Linked DNA regions of Capra hircus: region 2 is linked to region 1. The links are chromatin contacts, called in public Hi-C maps. All regions are on one chromosome and are shown on one strand. The core of a region is the stretch at or near the end of the contact, and the rest is flanking DNA. Distances in the headings are between cores, read along the strand shown. Region 1 has its middle 30 kb from the start of UXS1. Region 2 overlaps UXS1 (UDP-glucuronic acid decarboxylase 1).

Region 1 (4,574 bases), core at 606-3,105:
GCTAATAAGACCCCAATTTTGTAGTGAGCAGGGGATATGGAGGTGTTATTGACACTGGAAGAGTAAAATAAAAGTTATTTCCTTTGCAAAATTTCTCTGAAAATTGCCTGAACGGGGATGTATCTTACAAGGCAGCAAATCAACACAATGCATGATCACAACTGCTACTGTTTTTACATCGACCTTTAAAAAATAATGTTATCTATTCACTTATTTTGGCTGCACTGGGTGTTTATTGCTATGTGGGCTTTCTTCTGGTTGTGGCGAGCGGGGGCTACTCTTTAGTTGTGTGCTCAGGATTCTCATTGAAGTGGCTTCTCTTGTTGCGGAGCACGGGCTCCAGGGCCACGGGCTTCGGTAGCCACAGCATGTCGGCTCAGCAGTTGCAGCTCCCGGGCACAGACTCAGTAGTTGTGGCACATGGACTTCGTTGCCCCACAGCGTGAAGGATCTTCCCAGACTAGGGATGGAACCTGTGCCCCCTGAATTGGCAGGTGGATTCTTATCCTCCATGCCACCATGGATGTCCCACATTGACTTTTTAAGAATGCAGGTTTGAAAATTTTACACCAATTATTTTTCTAAACAAGGGAGCGTCCATCCGTGAAGTTTATCAACGAGGGGCTCAGATGTTAGCACTTTGACCTCAGGTCTCCTTGGTTTATTTATTCTCCTGCTGTCCCTTCAAGAAAAGAAAATGTGTTTGGGTCTTCAAAACTGTATGGACTGCACACATCTCTTACTTCCCAGTAGTTGTCTAGACCCGGTATGAACCACAGTTTCCAGCAAGAAACATGACTTTAATTCAGTGCAACCATGATTGATTGTGTCTTTTCCATGATGGGCACCATCACAGGCCCTAGGGGTAGGAAGATGGATAAATAGGATAGCTTTCCTCCACAAGTTCATAGACGGATGTGAGGGGCAGGTCATAGATATTCGACAACAGAAACATCTTAGCTGCAAAGAAGGCTCACGTCAGTGCTGCTCTTGCCAGATTCTCTCAGCATATCCCCTCTCTTCGGCAGATTCTCTTCTAGACGGAGCTCTGGGTGGCAGGGCAGCCTGTGGCACCAGACAGCTCAGGCAGAGACCTGCATCCAGCACCTCCAGGAGAGCCGGGTGCTGAGAGATCCCTACCCACCCCAGTGCCTGTGCCAGGACCAGGGGGCCCTTGGTCCTCCTCCGGAGGGAGCAGAGAGAAGGCAGGACAGCTCCGGGGGGAGGGCGGGCACTGGTGGGGCCTGCTGAGCTGGAGGGGGCCCTGGGGTGTCTGCAGGGCTGTGTGAGGTGCTGAGAGGTTGGGGTCAGGCACAGGAAGGCCCTAAACCCGGAAAGGAAACTTTCTCCCAAACAGAGATTCCCCACAGGGGAAACTGCCAGTAGAGTTTCTTTAGAAGGAGAAGAGGTCATGGTGACAAAGGAGGAAGAAGGGCAGACTGAAGTGGGGGGAGGGACGCAGAGTGGGAAAAGCATCGGCCCTTCTGTCTGCAAATCACAGAAGCAGGAGAGACTTGCTCTCTGTTCCTGCCCAAACGCGCGGAGACTTTCCGCTAACAACAATGACAATAATACTACTACTACAAGAAACCAAGATGAATCATGGTTAAACCTCCCCAACAGTGTTGTAAGAAATGGACAGTAGGAGGAAAAAAACATCATTTCAGAGGCCACAATGCCTCCTCCTCGGCAGCTGTACATGCAGATGTTTAGGGACAAAGCACTCCGCGAAGCCAGGGATTTGGTCCAGGGAATCCGGGAGATACAGCGGCTAAGCTGTGGCGCTCCGATCGATCCCTTCCGGAGGAGGGGAGAGGCTGGATGCTGGGCACAGGTTTTCCCCCTCACTGGTACATTCTGGCCACGCCCCAGCCCTGCTCCTCCGGCCCCAGAGGTGGGCGCAGGCATCATCTTCAACCCTCTTTCCCTGGGTCCATGTTGTTTCGTTGTTTTTAGTTGCGCAACCTCCTGCATCCGCAGGCACTTTCTTTACCACTAGCGCCTTCTGGGAAGCCTGTGTCATTTGGAAAGGAGAAAAAATCATAAGTTGTACATCAGACGCATTGTTGGAAGCTTTCTAATTTTCTTATGGAAAGGATCCATCAGTGGAGAAGCTGAGATGGTGGAGGACTTTTTCTTGGCAGCAAATGAGAAACTGGAATAATCGGCTCTGGATTTATGGACATATTATAAATGATACGACAATAAACACAGCAAAGCGATGGGTTTTTGAAGCAGCAGCAGCTGTGAAACCCAAAAATATGAGATGGATATTTTTAATCTCAAGTTGATCATGTCATAAACTCTGCTTAGAGATGCTCTATGATCGAACTTCAGAAGGCAAACAATCAGAGAAATGAGTCTTGTACCTTCAAAGGTGGGTGAGAGACTGACTCAGATTCGACGACATGACAAAAATTCATCCAGTTACACATGCTTTTGGCCAATTTAAACGTTTAAATAGTGTTAGCTTGACGGGGACACGAACGTTGGGGCAGATCTGAATTCAGACTAAATCAGGAAAGTGAAATGTCTGCAGAAACCACAAACTAAGTTGTAAATGGTCTTTTTTTTTTTTTTTTTTCATTCTGCACGTCATGTCCAGGGTATCCTGTCAGCTTGGATGTATGAAAACTCCCAAGTAGCCAGCAAAATAAAGAAGGCACCCCTTCACGTCCCAGGGGTCACCTTCTGCCCAGTGTCCAGGTCAAAGCCCTCGCTGACAGGCACAGCTGGCCAGGGTGGCTCCCAGAGAACACTTTTCTGTCTTTACCTCGGGGCCTGGTGAACTTGGTGACCCGGGGTCAGAACTGCCTGGAGGACGTCTCCTGCCCCACGAGCAGAGAGGAGTTGTGCGAACAGACCTGACTGGCTGTTCCTGAGACTGAACAGCTGCTCCCCAGGAGCCGGGGAGGCCAGGCAGTGGTCTGTGTCTCCCGGTGCACCGGTCCCAGGGGCCACATCTACAGGCTGTATCGCGGTCTGCCGGCTGCCTCCCACCTGCATGCACAGAGGATGCTGATGGTGCCAGAGGCCCCTCAGGTGTGGTCCTCCCTAGGTGTTCTGTAAGCTTCTATTGCAAGCACCTGGGGTTCTCCACCGAGAGGTTTCTTTGCCAGGCCCGGCTTGCTCAGAACATTCCAGAAGCACCCAGGAGAAGACACCAGCAGGAGCAGCCTTCGGCCATGCTGGTGAAAACTGAGGCTGCAATGTTGGTTCCCTGCTCCTCAGGAGGAAGGAGGCTGTCCCCCTGGGCTGGTAGGAGCACACCAGGAGTCCATCGAGGGGTTTGCTCTTGAGCACACGTTCTATGGACTCCTTCAAAAGGGCTTCATTTTCAGATACGTTTATAGATTTTCACATAAGAATTCAGAAACATTTTTTTTTGTCCAGCCATATATTCATTTTTCCCTTAAAAATATGGTACCTGTAATATCAAGTTTTATTTCTCCCATATAAGTTTTATACATATATATAATATACATATTTTGTATATGCCAGTATGGTATGTATATGCTTATTTTTTATTTAATATAATATATATAATGCGTATATATGTATACATATATACTTACACATATGTGTGGAGTTTCCCTGGTGGCTCAGGTGGTAGCCATGTGAGCCTGCAATGCAGCAGACCCGGGTTCAGTCCCTGGGTCAGGAAGATCCCCTGGAGAAGGGAATGGCAACCCACTCCAGTATTCTTATCCAGTATCCATATCCAGTAAATATGTATATTTACACATATACATGTATCTATTCTTTTTAAAATTCTTTCTCCAATTAGATTGTTACCTAACTGAGCAGAACTCCGTGTGCTATACAGTAGGTCCTGTGGGTTATCCGTTTTAAACAGAGCAGTGTGTACATGTCCATCCCAAGCTCCCTAACTGTCCCTTCCCCCCATCCTTCCCTCCCTTCCCCCCGGCAACCATAATTTCATTCTTTAAGTCTGTGAGTCTGTTTCTATTTTATAGATAAGTTCATTTGTGTCATCTTTTCAAAGTTTTTGCGTATAAGTGACATCATAGATTTATCTCTCTCTGTCTGACTTACTTCACTCAGTATGATGACCTCTAGGTCCATCCAGTTCAGTTCAGTCGCTCAGTCGTGTCCGACTCTTTGTGACCCCATGAATCGCAGCACGCCAGGCCTCCCTGTCCATCACCATCTCCCGGAGTTCACCCAAACCCATGTCCATCGAGTCAGTGATGCCATCCAGACATCTCATCCTCTGTCGTCCCCTTCTCCTCCTGCCCTCAATCCCTCCCAGCATCAGAGTCTTTTCCAATGAGTCAATCCTTCGCATGAGGTGGCCAAAGTACAGGAGTTTCAGCTTTAGCATCATTCCTTCCAAAGAAATCCCAGGGCTGATCTCCTTCAGAATGGACTGGTTGGATCTCCTTGAAGTCCAGGGGACTCTCAAGAGTCTTCTCCAACAGTTCAAACGCATCAGTTCTTCGGCACTCAGCTTTCTTCACAGTCCAACTCTCACATCCATACATGACCAATGGAAAAACCATAGCCTTGACTAGATGGACCTTTGTTGGCAAAGTAATGTCTCTGCTTTTGAA
Region 2 (3,931 bases), core at 639-3,138, 76 kb before region 1:
AAGTGTCATTTTGACAAAGCTACTTTTTAAGACAACACTGCATTGCCTCTGTGATGGGGTGAGGATGCAATCTGCCTACGAGAGCACCAGGCACAGACAGGACAAGACATCGGCGCACAGGCCACCCTGAGACCCCAACAGTCACTCAGAGACTGTGCCATGCTGCTTCAAGGCAACCGTGGATTTTGGAAATGGGTAACTTAGTTCAGCAATGCAAGGTCCCGACACTGTGCCTTTTGATTAGTAACTGTGAAGTAGAAGAGTCTCAGTTTCTATAAACTAGCTTATTTAAAACAGCCTAGCCCTGGTGAGCTGACCATCTTGGCCAAGCCTTGAACAAGGTAGAGTGGAGGCCAGGGAAGCTCGTTCCCCAAGTTTGGGGAGGTCGGGGAAGCCTCATGTATCAGGGCCCAGTGACCCCAGAAGCAAGACCAGCAGACAGCAAAGCCCCATGAAGAGATATTCTGCCCAGAAGGTCCCCAGAAACACTCCAGTGACCGCATCAAGGTCTCTAAAACACCAGACACTGGTGTCTGGTCAGTAAGGGGCACATAGGCTGTACAGGGTGGGCAGCAAGGCGTGTCCTGTCCTGGCTGGGACAGAATGCAACCCACGTATCACGTAATGCTTAAAAGACTTTAACCATCAGCAAAAAAAAAGCACCTGAGAGGCTACTTTAAATGATTTCATATCTGATTGATGCCTTTGAAATAAGAATGTGTTTTGATTGATGTCTTGTTTACTGTACAGACTCTGGAATATTCCACGAGGTGGTATGGCTGGAGGAGTCTGGGAGCCTTGATGAGGCTGTTGGAGGAGATTCAATGTGACTAAGATGCCAAGATCCCTGAGAAGTGCGCAGAGGGGTGGGGGGTGGGATGGAGATGTTTCACTAAAGCAGGTGGTATCTGATGCAGACACACCCCTCCCCCCAGCAGTCCCCACACTGACACAGACCTCGCCCATTCCCTCAGCGTGCATGGCTCTGGGGTCAAGTGCCCTGACCTGGAAACAGGCTGCTAGGTTGTGCTCAAATCCCTTCTTAGAATATTTGGGCAACAAAGTGGGCCAGTGACAAGATGGTCTCAGGCACTTTGCCCTCCTGGCCAACATACTAACAGGTGTGAGAAAAAAACACTGCTCATTATATACATTTACTCACAACGTTCCTCTGGACTAAATGTGAAAACTCACAAACACTTGCATGGGAAAAAAAAAAATCTACAGTGGTTACATGTTTAATTTTTTCTCTCTTTTAAGCCAGGCAAAAGTTAGGGTGACTCCCTGGGCCGGGGTGGGGCTGGTGGCTACCTGCCTCCACTTCCCCTGACAGCACCCCCGGGGTGGCCACAGGGCACCAGGAATGGCGTTTCCTAGTGCACAAGGTACCAAAACACACAACTAGCATGTGCCCAGTGATTCAGGACACCACAGAACGATGCAGGACTCACCACCTCCTGGCACGTGGGAGAACAGTCTGGAAGATGTAACTGCTCACACAGTAACTCTTAGAACCTAGACTGCACTGTAAAACTTGTCACCAACCAAACTGGCTGACAAAAAAGCTAGATTTAGGAGGATGACCTAGAAAATGTAAATATTACCTGCAAGATAATTCAACAAAGTTATTAAAAATGCCTTTAACTGCGTGTAGTTTTGACACCACACTCCTTGACAATACGACACTCGGCCTTATCTTTCCCTCAATGATGACGATCTCGTCCACCCAGGAGGCCGTGTCCACAGGGTCTGATTCCAACATCTGCGAGCCTGCTGGATGCAGAGGCCAGCGCCTCACCAGGCTGACCTGGAGCCCCCGGGTGGCCGGCAGGGCCGGTGGGTCTGCCGACCAGACACTAGGGGGCAGCAAGGGACCAGCACGTCTGACCTCCGCTCACAGAGATCCCAGGCACCCACGGAGGAGCAGAGCAATCAGTCCCGCCAGAGGCGGAGCAGCTCAGATGGGAGCTGCGCCCGGAGTCTTACCTGACGTACTGGAAGGCCCTCGTCTGCGATCCAGATCCGTACACCTGCGGGGAGATGACAGTGAGGGTCCTGAAACCGCAGACAGGGACCTCAACCCTGATGCCCTCGGGATCCAGAGGCTGCGGCTCCAGGCCCTGCCAGGTCACGTGGGAGAGGGTCCAGCCCCCATGGATGACACCCCAGGGTCCTACTGTGGGAAGGCCGCCACCAGACCTGGAACCTCCCCCAGAGGCACCTTGAGGGGCCCTGAGTACAGAGACACCCCTCCCAGGGGGAGCGGCCAAAAGCATGTAGAGGGGTCTTCACAGGCAGACCCTGCGCCCAAGGCACCAGGGTGTCTGTGGCTGGGGACAGGGTAACCTGAGCCCGTCCTCAGTCACAGCTCCCAAAGGCTCCCTCCCTCCCTCCCTCCGAGGGCAGCAGGGACATGGGACTCAGGGCCAGCTCCCCTGGATGGGACGCCCTTACTCCGAGCCCCCCCAGAAAACATCCCCACGCCCGCCTGCTGGCCACGCACTGTGAGCGGCTCCCCCTGCAGAGCCTGCAGGATGAAGTTGCTGACCACCCGGCCATCATTCATGTGCATTCGGGGCCCGAAGGTGTTGAAGATCCTGGCCACACGCACTTCCACGCCCTCCTGCAACAGAGAGAATGTGAGCCCCATGCCTCGTGGCTGCTCCTTCTGGATACAGGGGTCTTGCCCTGCACACACGGGATGTGTGTGCTCTGTAATTAAGCCTGGAGTCTGCAGAGTCACCCCAAACTCACAGGAGCCCCTGTGAGTGAGCCCCTGATGTGAACACACTGCAGAAACCCGAGGCAGTTAATCGGGGCAAGAGGAAATGATGGGTGTACATTTTTTGCCCCAGGAAATAAGTATCTATTTTCTCAACAAGCATCATGCTATGCATCTATTTCCCAATCTCTTTCACATAGTTTTGTGTAAATTCATCACTCAACAGATTTAAACGTCAGTGAATGTTTAACAGCTGATTTGAAGGAAAGTAAGACAGCACTTTGTCCTGGGAAAGGACCACACTGTACCTACATCCCCTCTGTTCTGCTGAAAAACTCATCTGTTTAGTGAAAAAACAGACCACCTAGCACCTGATACAAGCGATCAGCTCAACGCCTGGGAAGATACACGCTTAACACTGATCACAGCAATGGGAGTCCCACGTGGTGAGATTGTACAACCTTCACTCTCTTCTGCATGTTGTTTCCAACGTTCCTATATTTTCATTACAATAAACATCTATTACTTCTGTAATTGGGGAAAACACACTTTCAAACATGTAATCAGGAAAGTATGTATTTTTTAAACCCCCAAAGCCTTCTGCAAACTATTAATTTCACAGGCTGCTTTGTCAGTGATAACTGTTTCTATCACCTGCTCTGAAACAGTGAACTCTTAGAGCAACCCACCAGACAACAGACATGTGTCTCCTGGACCGAAGGGCCCCCCACCAGGAGTAAGTGAGGGCTGTGGAGAGTGGGGACCCACACATGCCCCCAACCCACAGGGCAGGCCTCGCGGGGGGGCACTTCTAGACAGCTGGGACGCACTGCTCACCTGGGCAGACACAAGTCCTGGGGCAAGTGTGCTGACCAGAACCCACAAGTTACTTGGCACTGTTGGCTCAGACCCCAGTGTCACAAAAACTGCTGAGCCTGTGTCCATGGGCAACTCCTAGACTGGACACCAAGACAGGGATCAGTCTGTACAATGTCCCCAGGGGGATGCCCACTGTCACCCTGCCTGCCACGTGACTTCTGCACACAGGCAACATCATCTGCTTGGGTTCTCGGTGGGCAGCCCTGGCAGGCGGCATCTGCAGCAGATGCGTTGGGCAGTGAGTGACACCTTCTGAGGGCCACCACCCAAAGGACTCCCAGTAGGTACATTACTGTACAGATTTTCAAGAGAGTGTGACTCTCTCAAGAC

What was found. Hi-C and Micro-C count contacts between places; a contact is called where the count stands out from the background.
Region 2: a Hi-C map of blood shows a contact between it and region 1, with 4 times the contacts expected there. The contact joins two enhancer-like sites. A contact is called at or near these places in 2 of 5 Hi-C or Micro-C datasets (both in blood).

What each region holds. Positions count from the first base shown.
Region 1 is chr11:45,274,307-45,278,880 of ARS1.2, reverse strand. No RefSeq gene overlaps it. Among named protein-coding and RNA genes, the nearest start is that of UXS1, 30 kb to the left of the region's middle. Within about 2 kb of position 1,855, at least 1 of the 5 cell types and tissues checked has an H3K27ac peak or open chromatin away from gene starts, as enhancers often do.
Region 2 is chr11:45,351,453-45,355,383 of ARS1.2, reverse strand. UXS1 (UDP-glucuronic acid decarboxylase 1) reads right to left here. Exons shown (of 15, transcript XM_018055321.1): 10 at 2,504-2,623; 11 at 1,987-2,030. Among named protein-coding and RNA genes, the nearest start is that of UXS1, 47 kb to the right of the region's middle. Within about 2 kb of position 1,888, at least 2 of the 5 cell types and tissues checked have an H3K27ac peak or open chromatin away from gene starts, as enhancers often do.